Regions from separate parts of the Mus musculus genome. Here regions 1, 3, 4, 5, 6 and 7 are each linked to region 2. Evidence: chromatin contacts called from public Hi-C, HiChIP or PLAC-seq and promoter capture Hi-C data. All regions are on one chromosome and are shown on one strand. Each heading gives the region's core, a stretch centred on a gene start, on an enhancer-like site or on the middle of the called end of the contact. The rest is flanking DNA. Distances are from core to core; before and after follow the strand shown.

Region 1 (2,700 bases), core at 85-2,584, 2.3 Mb before region 2:
GGTATCTGGGAAATAGAGTCCAGCCGCCTCCATTTTGGCCCGAGGCCCTTGAAAAGAGAATCGAGGCTACTTCAAAGGGACGTTAGCGAGGGATGAAGAGTTTAGGAAGAACAACTTTATTGATTTATCATGTTAGTTGACAAATAATTAATAATATATGAGTTTTCCCAAACTTTCTCTCCCATTTCTCACCTTCATCTCACTCCCCACACTTGCCTACCACCACCTCCTAATTGGCAAATAAAGAAAACAAGATATCGAAGTGAGGAAAAGCCCAGGCACTATGTTCACATCACAGGTAGAACAGAGCCTCCAGAAGGGCAGGAATCTTGGCAGCATTTCCAAAATGTACGGTTTGAATCTGCCGTGGTGGCACACACTTTTAATCGCACCATTTTGGACGCCGAGGTTAGTGTACCTCTGTGAGTTTGAGACTAGCCTGGTCAAGGGTATGAGACGCTGTGTCAAAAAATAAAGATGAAGCTGGAAAGACTACTCAGAGGTTAGGAAGACATCGCTCTTGCAGAGAATTTGCATTTGCCCCTGAAGATGCCCCTAGAAGCCCCTGTCTAAAACTCCAGCTCTAGGGGCATCTGATGCCTCTGGCATCTGGGGACACCTGCGTGCAGTATTCCTCCCCCCCACCCCCCCAACATGTATACCTAGTTAAAACTAAAATGCTTTTTAAAAATAAATTGTGTAGTTTGTAACCTGAGTTACAAGGTAGTGCATTCCTTGCGTTCCAGACAGACCTGAGACAAAACGGTTACAAGTAGTAGGCAAGCCTGGGCTATATAGCAAGACTGGATCCACACTCAGACACTAAAGGTTACTTTGTTTGCAGCTACAGGAACTGGCATTTCCATGGGGTCTACAAAGCCTCGTTTCAGGGAAAGGTGGCGAAGTTAGCCGCCTGAACAAGGTACTTGACACACAGTGGTCTTTAAGCAGATGCGCCCTAAAGCGAAAGGGTCGGATGGGGACACAGGAGGGCCAGCAGGGGGAGTACAGACACCTCGCGCTTGCGGACACCTGGCAAATCCTGCTGGGGTCTGAGGTAAATAGGTCAGGGGGCGGGGCAAAACAGAGGGCGTGGCCTGAGGAAAGGGCGGGTAATGGAGCAAGAGCTGATTGGCTGATGCTGCGAGCGCGGGAGCGGGAGCACGTGTCGGAGCTGTGGCCCGTGCCCTGCCCCGGGTGCGCGTGCGCACTCGCCGCACTGCCCTTTTCCAACGCTCCTCTGCTCGTGCCTGGCACCGCGTGGCGGGAACGTGGAGGGGGCGTGGCCTCGCCTCAGGCGCTCTGGTGCCTTCGCGCCACAGCCTCGCGCCCTGCCATTCTTCGCTCGGTCTGCGCGTCGGGAGGCACGCGGTCTGCATCCCTGGGACCCCGCGAGCCGCGGGAGCCGCGCGAGCCGCTGCCGGAGCCTTCAGACTGTCGAAGCGTGAGCCCAGTGCCAAAGCAGAAGTCGAGGCTTAACGCCATATTGCAAATCTTGAGGTGAGTGCTGGTGACCAACGGGTGTGGGGCGGCAGACGCCCTGGCTCTAGCTGGCTTGAGGTAGCGGGGAGATGGTGAGGAGTCGTCAGAGTCACACCCTGCGGCCGTGACCCCCTAGGGAGCTCTAGGTCGGATGGAGAGGGACCCCAGAGCTCGAGACCGGTTTGAGGGTAGACTTTGTGTTTGAGGGAATCCAGGCTGGGTTTCTGGAAAGTTATTAGTGGCGTTTGAGACATGGGGTCTCCTGTTCGAGGCTCGGCTTTTGGAAGCTGAAGACGGGAGATCTGGAAATCTTAGTTTGGGGTTCCAGGGGTTACGTTCGGAGGGTCAGAGGTCTAATTTGACAGGGTTGGGGCTTTTCAGTATCAGTGGAGACCATCAAAGCAGGAAAATAGGCTCTGGAGTGGGCACGGCTTGGGTCTTTGAGAATTAATTTTAAAGCCTGGAGTCGTCGTGCTACTCATTGCGTATAGGTGTCAATTTAGGGTTCCAGGTCTCAGTGGGATGCATGCGTGAGGTCTAAGTTTTCTAAGAAGGAAATCACAATGTGAGGATCTGAAGGGACAGTTTTAGAGTTTAGAGATATTTATTGTAGGACATGAAACACATTTTTAAAAATTATTTTTTCGAGGCTGGAGAGATGGCTCAGTGGTTAAGAGCATTCACTGCTCTAATGAAGGTCCTGAGTTCAAATCCCAGCAACCACATGGTGGCTCACAACCATTTGTAGTGAGATCTGGTGTCCTCTTCTGGGGTGCCTGAAGACAGCTACAGTGTACTTACATATAATAAATAAATAAATCTTTTTAAAATTTTTTTTTCACTTTACATCCCAATATCAGCCCTCCTCTCCTCTCAGTCCCTCCTACCCCTCTGGTAGGTCCTCCCCCAGTGCCCCTCTCCTTCTCTTCTGAGAAGGGGAAGCACCCCTTGGGTATTCCCACTACATTTGGGGTGGTGAGGGTTTTTCTTTTTTCTTTTTTTTTTATACCCTGGATATCCTTCCTCTAGGATTTGGGGTTTTCAGTGTTAAGGCTTGTGGTCTGAGCTGGCTGTGGTAATTCACACATATAACCTTTTATGATTTGGAGTCCAGCCTGACTACATAAACCTGAGCTGGTATAAGGTGAGACTGTGTGGGGGTTGGGGGGCAGTTAGTGGTTTGTGATCTTGATATTAGGAGTGTAATCCTATTTGAGG
Region 2 (2,827 bases), core at 318-2,817:
CCTGAGATACTTGTAGCAGACTTGTTTTCAGTAAGCTAAATGATGCTCCTTCATCCCAGCCACTAGGGTGATGGAGGTAGGGCGCTAAGGAGAGTTCAAGGACAGGCTTGGCTGTACGAGACCCTGTACTGTCTCCAAAAAGCGTAACAAGACTAAGAAGGCTTATTATTTTTCCTTCCTCTAAAAGCCCTCCATGTTTAGGCCCGCCCCCAAATTTGGAGAACTTCCGTAAAAGTTCACCCTTCCAAGATGTTAGCGGTCCTGTCACCGTTACCTTATTTTCCTAGATTCTAGAAGGCATGACTCAATCTGGAGGACTCAACCTTGGTGACTAGTGGCGGCACACACGGGTAATCCCTGTACTCAGAGGGGGTAAAGCAGAAAGATTGCACGCTTGCACTGGCCCCTAACCACCCCACTGCCTGGCGGGAACGTACCTCACGAGATCTAGAAAGGAATCCAGCACCTCTTTGGTTGGTGCACTGCGGGCACAGGGGTCTACAACAGAGTCGTTGATGGAGGTGATGGCGGTAACGGCGGCGCCCGGCTTCAGCGCCAGGGCCAAACCCACGCCGAGCGCCGACGCGAGCAGTGTGGTGACCAGGAAAAAGAGCAGCGCCCAGGCGCCCACACGACCGAGCGCGCTAGGGTCCAAGCTGGCTGCACCTCCGATCAGGCTGCACACCACGAGCGGCAGGATGATCATCTTCAGCAGACGCAGCAGCAGCTCTCCCGGGAAGGCGAAAGCGGTCAAGCGCGCGGGACCCAGCGCGTCAGCACCGCCCGCCGCCGAGACCCCCAGCCCCAGCCCCACGCCAGCCACCACCGCAGCCACCGTGAGCAGCACCAGCAGGTTGGCGCGAATGCAGCGGCGCACCCGGTCACGGGAACCGCAGCAACCACCTGCTTTCGCACTCTGGTCCTCTCTGGATCCCAGCGCGGGGCCACCGTTCGCGGTGGAATCCACCGCTACTACCCCTTTGGGGTCAGCCTTAGGGGGATCCACTGCCATGCTGAGCCGTAACAGGGAGGTTCCTTGTGAGCCTGGAGACTAGGTGTGACGTCCTTAGGACCGAGAATGGAGGCTGAAACTTTGCAGCGGTCCTTGAAGTTATGCGTCCACCGGATCTCGGAAACTGGAGGGTCCTAGGCTCCCTGAGCTGTATGCGGAGATCCCTTTATTTTTCCTGGTGATGTCGAATCCCCGAAAACTGGGAGTTGAGAGCGCCTTGTTGGAGTAGGGAACAGCTCTTCAGAGGGTTCTTTGACTCCCTGAAGGAGTAAGGAAACTCAGGTAGCTGAGGTCTTCAGGAAGCTCAACCCAAGTGGCATAGATCCGGGATGCCTTGCTCCGGGAGACCGAGATCCCAGGATTAGGACGCCTGGCTCTCGGACTCTTGGGTACTGGAGCCCTAGAAGGAGTGGACCGAGCGTTTCGGGCTCTGGAGAGAAAAATCAAATTTCCAGATGCAAATAGGAAGCAGCCCGGGGGATATGGAAAGTGGCGCCAAGGAGAAACCTCCCAGGCCGCGCCGCGTGTCTCTGAGGCTGCTAGACGGAAGCGACCAGGATTAAAGGCGGAGGGGCGTGACTTGAAAAAGCGGAGGGCGGGACTTGAAAAGGCGGAGGCCGTCCCGCAAGCGCTGATTGGTTATGGAACATTCGGCGCCAGGTGGCGAGCGAGGGGCGGAGCCAAGATCACAGTGGGCAACCTAGGGTGAATAACAATGCATAGCCAGGGGCGGGGCCGGGGCAAGGGCATCGAGCCAGAAAGGGTGCAAAGCCTCCAAAAGGGGCGGGGCGTTGGGAAACTATCCAACCCACACCCACCCACACGCACCTCACCACTGGTCAAAAGAATCTAATTGTGGATCATATCTGATATTCCACAGAAGGACCCCTAGAAAGGGCAGACAGATGAGTGGCACACACCTTTAATCCCTGCTCTCAGGAGGCAGAGGCAGGCAGATAGATCTCTGTGAGTTCAAGATCAGCCTTGGTTGGTCTACAGAGCGAGTTCTAGGGCTGCCAGGGCTACATAAAGAAAAAGAAACCCAGTCTGTAGAAACAAATTGGGGAAAGGGAGGGAGGAGGGGCCAGTAGGCCCCAACATTGAATGTGGGGGATTTGAACTCAGGCCCTCATGCTTGAGCTGCAACCCAGTCTCTTTCCTCAGATAGTCACAGATTGGGTCCTCCCCACAGGAGCATGGCACATGCAACACACACAAATAAACAAATATATAAATAAATGTAGCAAAAAATATTTAAATGGCCAGTTCACCACAAACATTCTTAGTTTAGACACTGTTACCCATCAACTGTAAGAATAACAGACTTAGAGAGGAGGAGGAGGAGGAGGAGGAAGAGGAGGAGGAAAGAGGTCTGCTGAATCCAGAATCTTTGGGACATGTAGGGTGGGGAAAATGAGGCTGAAGTTTGTGGATCAGGATTGGCTAGGAGCGTTCTGCCCCACTGCCTGCCCCTAGTAAGAGAAATACTCAAACTGGTTCCAGCCAGCTCTTTGGCCCAACCTCCTACCCGGATTCCTTGTGATTTCATCAGTGGGAGAAAGGTCTGGGGCTTCCCAAAGGGTGAAGCAGGGTAGTGAGAGGCTGGGCTGAAGGAGGAGGACAGCCAAGAGTCCCTTCCTGAACTCTGTTGACCACTTGAGAAACGCCCTGAAGAATGGCTCTTTTGGAAAGTCTGGAGCTTGCCTGGAGGTGGAGCAAAGGAGGCTACAGGGCTCAGTCTGTTCTACCAGGCGCTCACCCGCAGCTCTCAGGACTGCAATCCCAACTATGGAAGGATTCCAAGGTCATGACCAG
Region 3 (2,734 bases), core at 21-2,520, 2.4 Mb before region 2:
AGATCACCTCGGTTATAGAATGAGACTCTGTTTTCTTAAAACACACACACACACACACACACACACACACCAAAACCACAAACGAAACAGGACTGGAGAAATGGCAGTTAAGAACACTTCAGGAGGATCCAGAATTCAGTTCTCAGCACCCATGGGGAGACTCACAACCATGGGTAACTCCAGTTCTAGGGGATCCAGTGCCCTCTACTGGCCTCCTCAGGCACTGCATGAATATGGTACACATGCCTCCATGCATGCACATAAAATTAAAACAAAGAAAGACAAATCAGGGATTGGAGCAATGGTTCACTTGGTAAAGTCCTTGTTATGCATGCAGCAAGATAAATTAAGCTGGGTAGTGTATGCTTGTAATCCCAGTACCAGGGAGTCGGAGGCAGGCAGATCTCTGCATTCAAGGGCAGCCAGGTTTATGTAATGAGTTCAAGGACAGCCAGGGCTACACAGAGAAATCTTGTCTTGAAAGACCAAATCAAAGGAAGTAGACAACACTTAAGAATCACATCAGAGGGGCTGGAGAGATGGCTCAGTGGGTAAGAGCATCCGACTGCCCTTTCGAAGGTCCGAAGTTCAAATCCCAGCAACCACATGGTGGCTCACAACCATCCGTAACAAGATCTGACTCCCTCTTCTGGAGTGTCTGAAGACAGCTACAGTGTACTTACATATAATAATAAAAAAAATTTTAAAAAAAGAATCACATCAGAGGTTGTCCTCTGGTCCTTCACGCATACACATGTACACGTACACACATATACAATGACATACATATACACCAAACAATGACAACAGAAAGGCAGTGGTAATTAAGATTATAGGCTGTGTTTACACATATGTGAAGTGTCCACGTCCCAGGGCACACAGCCGCTTGTCCCTGCAAGTGATTGGGAAGCTGTGGGTGAAAGACTGGCTCTCTCAGCATAGTCCTAGTTGTAGAGCTATGAATGAACTTGTTACTCACGGAGTCTCACTCTGTGAGTCTCTGTCGCTCTCCTGCTCAGCATTTGGGATCCTGTGTGAGGCAGCGTGAGAGGCTGTGTAAGTGGCTGGCTGGCATAGTGTGTTCTGTGGCCTGGGGGAGGGGGGAACCATAACTGTGTGACTGTTCCCTCTACGTGACACAATGGCTGTGATAAACGTGCCTGCTCCACGGTTCCCACTCTTCCCCAGAGCTCCCCCTCCTGTTCTCTGGTCCGCCCTGGCCCCGCCCCCTCCCAACACCCCAGGCTGCCAGCGCCTGTCACCTCTTCCAGAGCTCTCTGGCAGGCGAGGCAGGGCAGCTGTGTCAGTGGAGATTGCGAACAGGACTCCGTGCAGGTAAGGGGTCTCCATCAAGCCCTTGCCCTGGGCCCATCTCTCCCTTGACTGTCCCCCTATCTCAATCTTTGTCTCTTTCTGCCTCTCTGACCTGTCATCTCTTCACCTCTTTTAATCTCTAAATGGGCTTTTTCTACTCTTTCCCCTTCTCTGTCTCTTCCCTAGTCACTTCCTCTGTCTCTGAGCCACAGTTTTGTCTTTATCTCCTTTTTTGCCCTTTAGGCTCTGATCTCTCGCTTGTGTCTCATTGTCCCCAAGTCTTTCTGTTCTTATACCTTATAACTGAGTCCGTGATTTTTTGTTTGTTTGTTTTGGTTTTTTGGTTTTTGGTGTTTTTGTTTGTTTGTTTGTCTTATATTTTTTCTTTTCTGTAGCTCTGAGATTCCCTTTTGAAACTCTGCATTCACATTGTCTGGGCGGGGGTGATAGTTGGGTTAGAAGGATTTTCAGAGCATCTAACGTCCAAAAGTCAGAAACCCAGGGTCTAATATCTCTCTGTTCCCTAAATATTTAGATGCTGGGAGAGCGCTGTCCCTCTGACTTCTTGAAGCCAGGGAAGTTTTAGAAGATTGGGCTTTTATCTTCTATATAAATTGATGCGAACTCAAATGATCGGTTCAAATTCCCTTCAGGGCTTGACTGACAGTTTCTAGTCTCTCCTCTCTAAGGAGGTCTCAGGTTCCCAAGAGTCCCTCCGGTCTAGCCTCTCGGTGACACTGACGCTTCTGCCTGTCACAGCTCTAGGGCAACAGGCCCCTCAGCAAACACCCCTCCCTTCCACCTTGGCTGCCTCAGCAACACTTAGGAGGACCTGGGAATCGCTTAGCTGATCCCAGCCTCACTTATCTACTGGAGGCCGCGCCTAGTCCTGCTCCGCCCCAAATCCTCACGTGCGGAAATGGGGGGCGTGGCCTCAGACGCCATGTGCTTCTGGCAGGTGAGCACTGACTTGGACTGAAGCCCAAGAGTTGGTTCTGCCTTGGGACCCTCCAGCCCAACTGCCTCCGAGTGGCCAGAGTTTCCATCACCTTTCAAGGATGCCCCTGCGGTTGCTGCTTCTGCTGCTGTGGTTGTGGGGACTCCAGTGGGCGGAGGTGAGGACCTCGAGAGATAATAGGCGCTCTGGGGTGGTTTTAAGCCTTTCCCTACATTAGGGAGAGTTTTAAGGCTGCTCGCCCCCCTCCCTGTATAAACTGGTAGTTTCTCTTCACACAGTTTCCCTCACAAGTCCTCCAGGTGGGGACAAGCTACCCCTTCCTTTGGGCGATTTTCTAGGCACCCCAATTCCATCTAAGAGGTTTCTGAGCCACCCAGAACTCCTGCGTAAAAAAATGGACAGCTCCTCCATATCTCTAAGGGTTCTTCTGGCCTTTCCCAGCTGAGCTTGCTGCCTGGGAGG
Region 4 (2,700 bases), core at 4-2,503, 2.3 Mb before region 2:
ATCCTCCTACCTCGGCAGCCTTGACATGGGATCCTGGGATCCATCGCCAAAGCCTCATTTCCTTCAGCCTGGAGCCCCTAAACTCCAGGACATCTGCTGTGGTTCAGCCAGCCATCAGTCACTACAGTCCCTCATTATCACCACTGGATTCTCCGGATCCCCATCTCTCTGTCTCCCCCACTTCCTCACGTCACCCCTCTTCTAGGATTGCTTTACAGATATCTGTCACACCTGGGGATGTCCCCTGCCAGGAACCCCCATCAATTCAGAGCTCCCATCATTTTGCCAAACCCCCTTCATTTCTTCCAAAGCCATTAGACACCATATTCTTTAGGAGCTCCTTCACCTGTTGCTTTGCTCGTCGACCCCTAAGCCACACCTCGGCTCCTTACAAATCCCGTCAGCCCTGGGTATGGCAAGTCTTAAGACTCCCTCCAACAGGCCCAGAAGGCAGGATGCATTTCTCCGTTCTCCATCCCCTGGGCCTGTATCCTCTTAGGATTCCCCAAAGCCCACAGAATATCTGTCACCTCCGTGACCCCCCTCCCCCATTTCCTCCCAGAAGCGCCATCACGTCCTGAACACTCACCACCGGAGAGAACCTCCCCACGCAAAGATTCCCCTGCAACCTCTCAGGACTCCATTAGCTCCAGGATCCAGGCTCCCCTGGGATGCCCAACCTCGGGGCCTTCTGTCACTCTGGGACCCCAGCGCTCTCGGCACCGGAGTCCCCAGCAAGCAGAGCACTCACCCGCTGGCTCCCGCTGCGGCAGCAGCCGGGGTAGAAATAAAGCTCCCGGCCCAGGTTGAAGCAGACGCGGTCTCCTCCCGCGCCCAGTCCGGAGGGCGTGGAGGGCGGCTCCCCAGCGCCATCCGGGTCGCCTAGGCGCACCAGGCTGAGGCGGACGGCGGGCAGCGCGGGCCCGGGCCCGGGGCCGGCGGGCGGCGGGGACGACGCGGGACCCGCGGCGCCGGGCCCGGAGGCTGCGGCGGGCCCGGGCGGGGGCTGAGTGGGCTGAGGCGGCGCCGGGGTCTGAGCGGAGGTCGGGCCCGACCTGCGCGTCGCGTCGCCGGGGAGCAGCTTGTAGAAGCCCTCGCGGGTGCGAAACTGCGACTTGATCTCCGCGCAGTCGCCCATGGCGGCGCTGGGGCCCGGGCCGCCCTCCGCGCCGCCCGCCGCCATCTTGGCCGCCCCCCGGGCCGCACCGCAGCCCGACCGCCCACCGCCAGACCCCCCAGCCGGAAGTTGAGGGGCTAGCACCGGAAGGGGTAGGGTCGTCGTCCGGGTGACGCCTCTACGATTGGCACCCAGAGCCGGAGGCGGGAGAAGCCGAGACAGTTGCTGAGGTAACGGTTCTGGGGCTGTGGGCGGAGGCAATATGTGGGTGTGGTCAACGCGACAGACCCTCGCGTTTGGTTGGCTACGAGGTGTGACTGTTGGGAACGCCCCTAGACCCTAACAACAGCGCCCTGGGAACCGTTTGCCCAGCAACGGAGAAGCCTCAAAGCCTATTCAGAAGCCTCGTGTTGTTACAGCTGACTCCGGGCGATTCTTGGTTTTGTTTTTTAAATAATAAAAAAAAAATGCATTTATTTTTGCGTGTATTTGTGCGTGAACGAGCATGTAGAGGTCAGAGGGAGCCAAGTGCCTTCCTCCATGTGGATCCTAAAGATGGAGCTTAGGTCTTCAAGCTACCTACCTGGCAGCAAGTGCCATTACCCGCCGATCCATCTCACTGACCTTTGGTCTCATACTTGTAGCCCAGGCAGTTTTCAAACTTGACCCAACATCTGGAGTCTCAGGCCTGAGACACCACGCCCAGCTCTTCCCTTCCTCGCTGACCACCTGTGGTCCCCTGCTGCTGTCAGAGTGAAGTGTAGCCATCTGTCGCCTATCTGACCTTGTCTACCTTTTTTGGTTTCGGTTTGGTGATGATGGTTGTTACCTTGTCAATTTGAGGCTACCTAGAATCGCAATGAGGGACAGTCTACTTGGGGTTGGCCTGTAGACCAGTCTGAGGGAGATTGCCTTAATTGATACAGGAAGACTCAGTCCATTGTGGGAGGTGCCATTCCCTAGTCAGGGAGTCCGGAACTGTGTAAGAGTGGAGACCCAGGCTGAGCACAAGAAAACAAGCACACATGCCCTTCTTCCTGCTCTATTCTGGAGACAGCCCTGCCTTGACTTCCCTGCTATGATGTACTGAGACCTGGAATTGCAAGCTGAAATAGCCCTTTCTCCCCTAAGCGGCCTTTTGTCAAGGTATTTTATGTTTTATCACATTGACAGAAGAAGATTGTGTTCTGTTTTGCTCCCCCCGCCCCCCTTGTGAGACAAGGTCTCTAGTTCAGGCTGACCTCCATCTTACCTTGTAGCTGAAAACAAACAAACAAAACAACAACAAAAATACCACAAACTCCAGATCTTCCTGACTCTATGTCTTCCAGGTTGGTACTACACCATGTGCATTGACGGGCTTGAACCCAGGATTTTGTGCATTGCTAGGCCAGCACGTGGCCAACTGGCCGTAAACTGCCATGTCCCATGGAGGTGCTTGGGAATCAGTCCCTGGTCTTTTGGAAGAGCAAACAGTGCTCTGAACACCGAGCCATCACACCAGCCCCCCGCCCCCGCAAATAAAATGTAAAAATAAAAAACAAATGGGTGGAATGACTTAACTTCAGTTCCCAACACCCACA
Region 5 (2,700 bases), core at 50-2,549, 2.4 Mb before region 2:
TGGAGGCAAGGACCTTTTATTTACCATGTGTCTTAACTTACAAGCAGTCTACATAGTATATGCTCAATGAATAAACACGCACCAAACCACTGTAGTACCCTGCTACTCTGACAGTCTCTAGTTAGGTTCTCTAATTTATCCTGGTTACGTCCCATACTTTTCACTATTTCTAACAGTTCTTCCTTCCCCGCCAAGCTCTTTATTCATAAGACCACTTCCATTTAAAATTACTATTACTTTTGGAAGCGGTCTCGCTATGAAGCTGGCCAAGGCCAACTAGCGAACCTCCTGCATCAGCCTCTCGAGGCCTGGGATTCCAGGCATGTGCCATCAGACTCAGCTTTCCCTTTATGGTTCCTTTCCACAAGACTCAGGACCTCGGAGAGTCTCATGCCCGTTATGGAATAAAGCTGTCCCCTCTCCGGAACTCAAGATCCGAGCGAGGCCCCAAGCCCGATCTCAAATACCCCAGAAGGAAAAACATTACTTTTGCCCGAGGAACTCTACCCTCAGCTATAAAAACACCCCATTTCGACCGTTATTCAGCTAAACTGTCCACCTCCATCTCCACGGCCCCGCCAAAGCCCAGCCCGGCCTCACATGGTGTAGGTTTCGCTCGCAGATCACTCCCGCCTCCAAGCGCGTTGCTCCAGCCTTTGGCGTACAGGGCGAGAAGGGCGGGACTTCCGTCTCCTGCGGCTCACTTCCGTCGGCGCCTGCGCAACCAAATACCAGCGGCTGTGGGCGTGGCCTGTTACCATAGCGACCCTTCAGGCTGCACTCTCCTGTAGAAAATGCCTATAAGGAGGATTTGAAGCTTCTGAGGATCACAATAGGGTGTCTGCTCATGAGGAAAATAATACGGGGTCTGACTAGAATTATTTTCCCGTCAAACCGTCCAGTTGGAAGATGGAAAACACAACCCCATTTCCAAATACCCTCGGACACTTTTCTTGAGGGCATGGCTTCAGGTAAACCAATCGGCTCCTTGTTTTAGGGATGGATGCCGCCCCTTTTTTCCTTGAACGACAGTTTCTTGATCGACTTCCGTGAGGGGCGTGACCCCGCGCCTTGGAAGGTTTCGCACATTCGGACGCAGCCCATTGACTGGTCCTCTTCCGTGGAGGCGGGCCTTAAGGTTTCCGCCCTCCTTTTTGGGTGGGGCGGCGCTTAGGACAGCCAATCGCAATCGTCTCAGGGAAGGACGCAGTTACTCTGCTTCTTTATTGGGTTTTGTAACCTCAGCGAGGCGGATCTTGGCCTAAAACTCAAACCACCATACCGGGATTGGTTTCAGAGCAAAGCTACCATGAGTCCCGGGAGCCGCGGGCGGCCCCGGCAGCGGCTCGAGGATCGTGGCCTCATGAAACCACCCTCACTTTCCAAGCGCCGTCTTCTGCCGCGAGTGCAGTTCCTGCCCCTGCTGCTGCTGGCGCTGGCTATGGGCTTGGCTTTCTATATCGTCTGGAACAGCTGGCACCCTGGGGTTGAGGAGATGTCACGGAGCCGGGATCTGCGGGTGAGCCCTGGCTGGTGCCCAGCCAGCGTCATTTCCCTCTTTCCCTTCGTATTGAGTCTCAGGTTACCGTGGTCTTATCATTTGGCTTTTGCCGCCTGTGCCATTTATCCATGACTTGAGCGCGTGCCCCTACCCAACAAAATAAGGCTTCAGGCTTGTTTTGTGATAGACCCCACTGAAGATGACGAGTCCTCATAGCAACACTGGTAGAACTGAGTTCTATGCCCAAGCCATCTATTTAGAAATTTCCATCACCCGATTGCAATTTCCTCGTTAGGACTGCGGTAGGCTGGACCAGATTTGCTTTGAAGATTTCTCCCAGTCTAGGAAATCTTTGATGCTGGAGATTTGCATTACCAGGAAGAGCCAGGACTCCTAGTAGGCAACGGCGCCCAGGATAAGGTGGGAATGGGGTTGTTTTCATTTTTCTTTTTCCCATCCCATTTCCCAACCAAGGTCCCGCTGATCGGAAGCCTTTCAGAAGCCAAGCTGCGGCTGGTGGTAGGGCAGCTGGATCCGCAGCGTCTCTGGGGAACTTTCCTGCGTCCCTTATTGATTGTGCGACCCCCGGGTAGTTCTGGCAATCTCCAAGTGAGAAAGGTAAAGGGTTTTATTGTCAACCCCCAACTTCCTTTCCCCAGTTTGTCAGGAAATGGAACTCAGGCTCCGAAGATCCCAAAACAGCCAGGAGGCAGAAGTGATCTGATGGGGGTCGGGGGACAGAGATGGGGAGTAGGCGGGTAGGGGAGTGGTGGTGGTGGTGGCTGCAGCGGCAGGTGAACCTGACTAGATTCTCTTGGTGGTACACAAATCCCGCACTATACGACCCCCACTAAATATTATCCTATATTAGGCAGAAGCAGTGTACTCTCTGGTGAGGTCTGAACTAATATAATCTCCACTATACAGATGAGGAAACTGAAGTTTTTACATTTTGTCCAAGTCCCACAGCTAATTAGAATTAAAATCCAAGAAGGTTGGCTTCAGAATTAGTGGTGTGGTGCCATTCAGATACTGTGTTTAGGATCCACTTTAGTTGGACTAACTTCTTAACCTCTTTGGGACTCAGCTTCCTCATCTTCAAAATGGGGACAGTCACTGATATCGTTGATTTCATAGGGATCCTAAAACAGGCTTGGCAGATAGTGAGAACGTTTTAAGAGGAACTTAGAGCATGTCCC
Region 6 (2,780 bases), core at 132-2,631, 2.5 Mb before region 2:
TTATTATTATATGTAAGTACACTGTAGCTGTCTTCAGACACACAAGAAGAGGACATCAGATCTCATTATAGATGGTTGTGAGCCACCATGAGGTTGCTGGGATTTGAACTCAGGACCTTTGGAAGAGCAGTCAGTGCTCTTAACCGCTGAGCCATCTCTCCATCCCCCCCCCCCCTTTAACTGCTGCCCTACTTCCACAGGCCACTTTTGTTCTTAAATATATAACCTCAGATGACGTTAAAGTCACCCTGTAGCCCAGGTTGGCCTCAAACTCGTGATCCTCTTGCCTCAGCCTCCTGGTTTGAGCAGGACAACTAACTGGTGTACTAGATTTTTTTAGAGCAGAATTACTGTAAGAGTTTGGCCTGAAGGTTGAGGTTCTTACAAGTGAAGGACAACAGGGAGCCAGCATAGCATCCAGGAAATGGATTGGCCAAAGGCCACGTGGATTGATTCTCGTGAGTTTGGGAGCGGGGGGACCCAAATAAGCTAAACCCATTCCCTGTCTCTGAGCCTCAGTTTCTCGATCAGTAAGTCAGGAACTGCCATTTTCTTAGAGTTACCGCCTTTCAGCCGGCCAGGTAGAGCTCTACGGGAGGGGCGTGTCTGCATGATGATGTAACTCTGGGCGGGGCCTATGGGTCCCACTGCGGAAGGCTTGGGGGAGGGGGGGCTCGACTCAGCCCGGACGTGTTGGCGGGGAAGGGGCTCTAGAGGAGGGTCTCCGGGCCTCTGAGCCTGCCGGATTGTTGGGACGATCCTACTACCCTCCGTGGGCAAAATTAAGCTGTAGCTGGGCCCGCGTGGGGAGCAGATCGGGGTCTCACCACCAACCCTTCGCTCCTAGTCTATCCCCCACCCTTACCCCCGCCCCCACCCCAACCACGACCCGGCCGCGGTGAGTCAGCGGCCCGCCGCGCCCCCTCGCTCACTTCCTCCACACCTTCCCCGGGAGGGTGGGGGGCGGCGAGGGGTGGGGCTCGGCCTGAGAAGCGAGATCTGGGGAAGAGAAGTGCGGAAGTGTTACTTAAAGGTGGAAATTGATGAGATCCCTTGCTTAACCAAGGGTACCCCCATCCCCCAAAAAATAAACTGAGAAGTCCACGGAGCGAGTTGGAGTGGAGAACCTACACCCCCAGATCTCTACTAAAGAATTTGATAGTGGAGACAGCTAGAGATCAAAGAAAGGCCCCTTGTCTCTTCCACCAAGCTTTCCCCTCCAACTCCGGAGTGAGGCTCAGGGTGCACCCCCACGCCACAAGACCGGGAAAGGAGTGCAATTGCGGAAGCCCAAGGTTCCGCGTTGCCTTTTAAACGCTCTCCATCCCCCGCCTGGAGGCGTCCACGGCCCCTTTAAGGCGCAGGGAATTGTGGGTACGGGGAGTGGAATTTTGGAACGAAATGTAGCAAAGAGAGTACAGTAGTAAGAGTAACCGCGTAGGTGCAGCCGGCCGAGGGGGTGCGCCGGCGAGGTTCGGACGCTGCACCCCGCTTTCCATCGCAGGGGATCCCAGCACATCAGAACACCGGTGGGAGGAGGCGCCTGAAGACCCGCCCCGGCCCGGTCCACGTTCTCCCCAGGAAGCTGGACTCTATGGGGCGGGACCCCGAGAGAGACTGAGCAGAACCTGGAGCCAGCCCCGCACCCCTGCACTTCCAATCAGGGGCGCCCCGGGAGCACTCCCCGTGGGCGCGCCGCCCGCCCTCCGCGCAGCCATGAGGTGAGCCCCGAACCCTCCAGCCGGGTCCCAGCCGGGAGCCGGCTCCGCGCCCCGCCTTTGTCCCCCTCCCCCCCTCCAGCGCATTTGGGGCTAGATTTAGGGGACACAGCGCTTTGGGCGTCCCAGATCTGAGCCGGTGCCTTCTGGAACGATCTCTAAATATCGACACCCCGTTTCTCCACACTACTCCCTAAAGGCTTGGGGCGGTGCCGGCTGAGGTTCTCTTGATGGCTTTCAGGTTTAGGGGCGCTCTCGGGACTCAGAATTTGAAGACTTTTGGGGGGAGCACCTCTGAGTTCTCAGATAGTCAGATCCTCGCAGGGATGATCTAGTATAAGCGGGCTCAGAGTTACCGCCCCCAAACTCAAAACCAGGTGGGAGGCTGGCTAGAGAACCCTAGCCCTAAAACTCTTGAGTCTCAGGTTGTGGTTGGAATTCGGATCCTTGCGTCTAGGGCACTGGATGAGAGTCCCAGAGTGGAATCGCGGTCCTTAACTTTAGGGGCACTTCTTGATGTTCCTAAATTTGGTGGACACCGAGGTTCTCCTGTGGAGGAGTTCTTGGGAATCTGGCCCACGGGGCCTAGAGGGTCTGGATGGGACTCTTCTCCCCTTAGGCAACCAGGTTGGGTCCTAGGGCCCTGGAGCACTCCAGGCCCAGGGCGGCTCCTGGACCCCCGGGCCAGAGGACGGTTCTGGTCCCCCCCCCCCAACCTGGTGGCCGGGGAGGGAGGGGGCGCAGCAGCTGGGGGAGGGGGGCCTTTGTCTTCCTGACTCACCTGTCGAGACAGCTGGTGTGGGGGGCGGGCCCCCGAGTGAGCACTGTGGCCAGCTGCTTTCCCCACACCACAGTCCCTCCCCCTGGGCTCAATGTCGCTGGGTGTTACCCCCTTCCCCAGGCCGTGGGATTGGAGGAGGGGGCGCTGGAAAGCGTCAAGGTCATAGCCTTCTCCCTCAGGGACCCAGGCTCACTAGCTTCTTCCAGCTCTCTTCCTAGGAATTTAATCTTGTAGGTGAGGGGGATACAAAGATTTTTTTTTTCTTTTTTCTTTCTTTTTTT
Region 7 (2,701 bases), core at 180-2,679, 2.3 Mb before region 2:
GGCAGCAGCTTTTACTCCAGTTCTTCCTCACCCCCCACCCCCACGGCGTCAGAGACCAGAGCTAGAGGCCTGGCGCTGAGGTGGGAGGGGAAGGGCTTGGGTTACAGGGAAACCGGAGCCGGAGAAGGTTCACGTTTCACAACAAAGACAAGCGACAGACCACGCTGTTTGGGCTGGAGGGGGCGTGGGGGTGGGTGTAAGTAATGGTTACCGAGGGGCCAGGTTGCAGAGGCCCCAAAAGCGGGTCCCTACCCTGGGTGCCTTAGACAAAGGCCCCTTTCCCTTCCTTACTACCGCTCCTCCAGGGATACCTCACTTTTCTCACTGCCCGTCCCGCCCCCGCCCCCCCCCCCATTCCTGGCACTGCGTTCCCAGCTTAGAAGTAGCTGGAACAACCTCTGCCCCTGAGGCAGTGATGCCCAGAGAACCCAGGGTGTGCCTGGTCTCTCCACGCTCAGCCTATGCACTCGCCGACGCCACCGAAGAGGGATGTGAAGGGTCACTTGCGCAGACTCCAGCGGCCACCGAGGAAGGAGGGTCGGTTCCCCCCTCACCTTTTGCAAGGCGCTCCACCGCCGGTCCCAGTGCGGTCGCGCTGTCGCCGGTTCTTGAACCAGTTGCTGACCTGTGTAAGCGAGAGGCCGGTGAGCGTGGCCAGGCGGCGCTTCTCGTCAGGCGTGGGATAGCGGTTGCCGCGGTAGCAGGCCTTGAGCGCCGCTCGCGAGCGCTCCTTGAAGCAATAGACGGTCTCCTCGCCATCCCAGATGGTCTTGGGCAGAGGGAACTTCTTGCGCAGCCGGTATTTGTCCACAGCGCCCAGCGCACGGCCACGGGCCCGCTCGGCCTCGTGGTAGCGCGCGCGCAGGTAGAGGTCCTGCAGGAAGGCGTGGTGGGCGGCGGGGAAAGGGCGGCTCTCGAGAAGTTGGTAGAGCTCGGCGTATTCACCCCGCTGGAAGGCCACTAGGGCCCGCGCGCGCAGCACCGGATCGCTGCCACGTAGGCGCTCGGCCGGGGGCAGCGCGCCCAGGAAGCGGCTCAAGCGGCCGGCGTGGCCCGCCTGCAGCAGCGCCTCGCACACGCATGCCACCTGTTCGGGCGAGAAGCGAAGGCCAGTGGGCACCTCGGTCACGGTCTCCCGGGGAGACCCCGGGCCACTCGGGGACCCAGAGTCCGCCGCCGCCGCCGCATCTCCCGCCCCGGCCGCCGCCGCCTCCCCCTCGGCTGCCTGCAGAGTCTGCAGAAGCTGGCGCGCTTCCTCCTCCTGCTCCTCGGTCGCCGCCGCCGCCTCCCCCCGAGCCGCGGGCCCCGCGCTCGGCTCCGCAGGCGAGGTAGCCATGTTTGGCAACTTTGGAAAGTTCCTCCCTCCTTTGCCGCCTCCCGCGGGCTTCCCCAGCCCCCTCCTCCGCCCAGTCCTCCTCGCCGCCCCCCCCCCCGGTCCCCTTGCAGTCTTCTGGCCCCCTCCCAAAGACTAGACCCAGCTCTGCACTCGGGTCTGTCCTTGTCCCTGTGTGTCCGCCCCCCTCCCGGGCTGTCAGGATTCTTTGTTTTCCCTCCGTCTCTGGCCGCGCTTTTGGCCTTCCCCCCTTGTGTGCCTCTGACTCAGGGCCTCAGTTTCCCTATCAGAGCAACGGAGAAGGTAATGGGCCGTCCGGAGGGTTAAGGGCGCGAAGCCGCTCCCATCTCCCGGGTCCCTTGAAGGGCCCCCTCCCTTCCCATCTCCGCGCCGTGCTCCGCCCCTCGGAATTCCCGGCCCCGCGGGTAGGCGGTGGATCTAGCTGGGAGGAGGGGCGGGGAATCGCGCTAGAAAGTTTGCAGCAACTTTTCTGGAGTGTCGGTCCAAAAAGCGGATGCGCGTGGCTTGCGCAGGCGCAGTGGGAAGATGGTGTGCCCGCTGCTGGCCCAACCCCCTACTTTTTTCCAAACTTGAGTGGCACAGCTGGGTCACAGCTGGGGGGGAGGGTGGGGGGCGGTGGTGTCTCTGGTGGCTTGTTGCTTCTCTCCTACTGGCTGGATGCCTAAGCCCCACCCTTCAACCTGATTCGTGCGCTTTGCCTCCCCTCTAGCTCCCACTCAAGCCATTGGTTGTCTCTATTGGACTCTCCATTGGCCTGCGGGGCGGTTTCCTTTCCACAACAGAGATATTGCGCGGGATTTAGGGCAGACCAGAAGTATTTTATTCGCAAGGGTCGGGAGTGGAGGTCGTAGGTGGGGACAGACAATAAATACCGAGGAATGTCGAGTCTCAATGCATCTAAAACGTGGGTCCCGGAGTCTGTCAGTGAGTCAGATAACAAGATCAATAAATACCCACACTGCTTTGGGGGAGGGGGGAGTGCAGCTGTGGCTCCGTTGTTAGAGTGCAGACGTGTACACGGGGAAGGAGTTGCAGCAACCCCCAGGAGTGAGGCTGTCCGAAGCCAAAGACTCCGTGTGTGCTGGCAGAGGTCTTGCTGATCCATCACTATGGGAATGGGATGTCCCTGGAAATAGGGGGCTCATGCTTATGGCTTGTAACTGATGGCTGGGAGAGTGAAAAAGTGAAATCGGATGAGCTGAGCAGTTTGCCCATCCACGTCGGGGCTGAGTAAAGCAAGGTCGGCGAATGCCCAGCTGCTGCAGCAGCGGTGGCTACCAGCTCTGCAGGAACCAGGGGTGCTGGGCACGAGCCCTGTTCCTCCCTCCCCGGCCGCCAGGTGGCAGG

What was found. Promoter capture Hi-C pulls out the DNA fragments that hold promoters and counts their contacts. A called contact is a pair of places that touch in the nucleus more often than the background predicts. HiChIP or PLAC-seq counts read pairs in DNA pulled down with a chosen protein or histone mark. Capture Hi-C pulls out chosen DNA fragments and counts their contacts.
Region 1: an H3K27ac HiChIP or PLAC-seq map of embryonic stem cells shows a contact between it and region 2, with 11 times the contacts expected there. The contact joins the promoter of Bhmg1 here to the promoter of Slc1a5 in region 2. A contact is called at or near these places in 2 of 39 promoter capture datasets (both in embryonic stem cells), 5 of 115 datasets of contacts at active chromatin or transcription factors (embryonic forebrain, embryonic stem cells and large pre-B cells) and 2 of 9 other capture datasets (adipose tissue and embryonic stem cells).
Region 3: a contact with region 2 is called in an H3K27ac HiChIP or PLAC-seq map of embryonic stem cells, with 7 times the contacts expected there. The contact joins the promoter of Gipr here to the promoter of Slc1a5 in region 2. A contact is called at or near these places in 2 of 39 promoter capture datasets (embryonic stem cells and liver) and 4 of 115 datasets of contacts at active chromatin or transcription factors (embryonic stem cells and forebrain).
Region 4: a promoter capture Hi-C map of liver shows a contact between it and region 2, with 3 times the contacts expected there. The contact joins the promoter of Dmwd here to the promoter of Slc1a5 in region 2. A contact is called at or near these places in 3 of 39 promoter capture datasets (cranial neural crest and embryonic stem cells), 5 of 115 datasets of contacts at active chromatin or transcription factors (embryonic stem cells, large pre-B cells and stem cell-derived neural progenitor cells) and 1 of 9 other capture datasets (liver).
Region 5: a contact with region 2 is called in a Hi-C map of B cells, with 10 read pairs. The contact joins the promoter of Qpctl here to the promoter of Slc1a5 in region 2. A contact is called at or near these places in 1 of 39 promoter capture datasets (liver), 1 of 484 Hi-C or Micro-C datasets (B cells) and 4 of 115 datasets of contacts at active chromatin or transcription factors (embryonic stem cells and large pre-B cells).
Region 6: a promoter capture Hi-C map of liver shows a contact between it and region 2, with 4 times the contacts expected there. The contact joins the promoter of Vasp here to the promoter of Slc1a5 in region 2. A contact is called at or near these places in 3 of 39 promoter capture datasets (cranial neural crest, embryonic stem cells and liver) and 2 of 115 datasets of contacts at active chromatin or transcription factors (embryonic stem cells and stem cell-derived neural progenitor cells).
Region 7: an H3K27ac HiChIP or PLAC-seq map of embryonic stem cells shows a contact between it and region 2, with 10 times the contacts expected there. The contact joins the promoter of Six5 here to the promoter of Slc1a5 in region 2. A contact is called at or near these places in 1 of 39 promoter capture datasets (cranial neural crest), 6 of 115 datasets of contacts at active chromatin or transcription factors (embryonic stem cells, large pre-B cells and stem cell-derived neural progenitor cells) and 1 of 9 other capture datasets (adipose tissue).

What each region holds. Positions count from the first base shown.
Region 1 is chr7:19,116,978-19,119,677 of GRCm38.p6, reverse strand. Bhmg1 (basic helix-loop-helix and HMG-box containing 1) reads left to right here and starts at 1,334. Exons shown (of 13, transcript NM_001370811.1): 1 at 1,334-1,500.
Region 2 is chr7:16,780,086-16,782,912 of GRCm38.p6, reverse strand. It overlaps Slc1a5 (solute carrier family 1 (neutral amino acid transporter), member 5), which reads right to left and starts at 1,567. Exons shown (of 9, transcript NM_009201.2): 1 at 438-1,567. The coding sequence starts at 1,012.
Region 3 is chr7:19,164,663-19,167,396 of GRCm38.p6, reverse strand. Gipr (gastric inhibitory polypeptide receptor) reads left to right here and starts at 1,270. Exons shown (of 14, transcript NM_001080815.1): 1 at 1,270-1,335; 2 at 2,273-2,429. The coding sequence starts at 2,373.
Region 4 is chr7:19,074,753-19,077,452 of GRCm38.p6, reverse strand. Dmwd (dystrophia myotonica-containing WD repeat motif) reads right to left here and starts at 1,253. Exons shown (of 5, transcript NM_010058.2): 1 at 752-1,253. The coding sequence starts at 1,183.
Region 5 is chr7:19,147,795-19,150,494 of GRCm38.p6, reverse strand. Qpctl (glutaminyl-peptide cyclotransferase-like) reads left to right here and starts at 1,299. Exons shown (of 7, transcript NM_026111.3): 1 at 1,299-1,519; 2 at 1,976-2,119. The coding sequence starts at 1,310. Snrpd2 (small nuclear ribonucleoprotein D2) reads right to left here and starts at 657. Exons shown (of 3, transcript NM_026943.1): 1 at 601-657. The coding sequence starts at 602.
Region 6 is chr7:19,270,455-19,273,234 of GRCm38.p6, reverse strand. Vasp (vasodilator-stimulated phosphoprotein) reads left to right here and starts at 1,381. Exons shown (of 13, transcript NM_009499.3): 1 at 1,381-1,721. The coding sequence starts at 1,717.
Region 7 is chr7:19,093,272-19,095,972 of GRCm38.p6, reverse strand. It overlaps Six5 (sine oculis-related homeobox 5), which reads right to left and starts at 1,429. Exons shown (of 3, transcript NM_011383.1): 1 at 555-1,429. The coding sequence starts at 1,336. It overlaps Dmpk (dystrophia myotonica-protein kinase), which reads right to left. Exons shown (of 15, transcript NM_001379257.1): 15 at 2,152-2,701.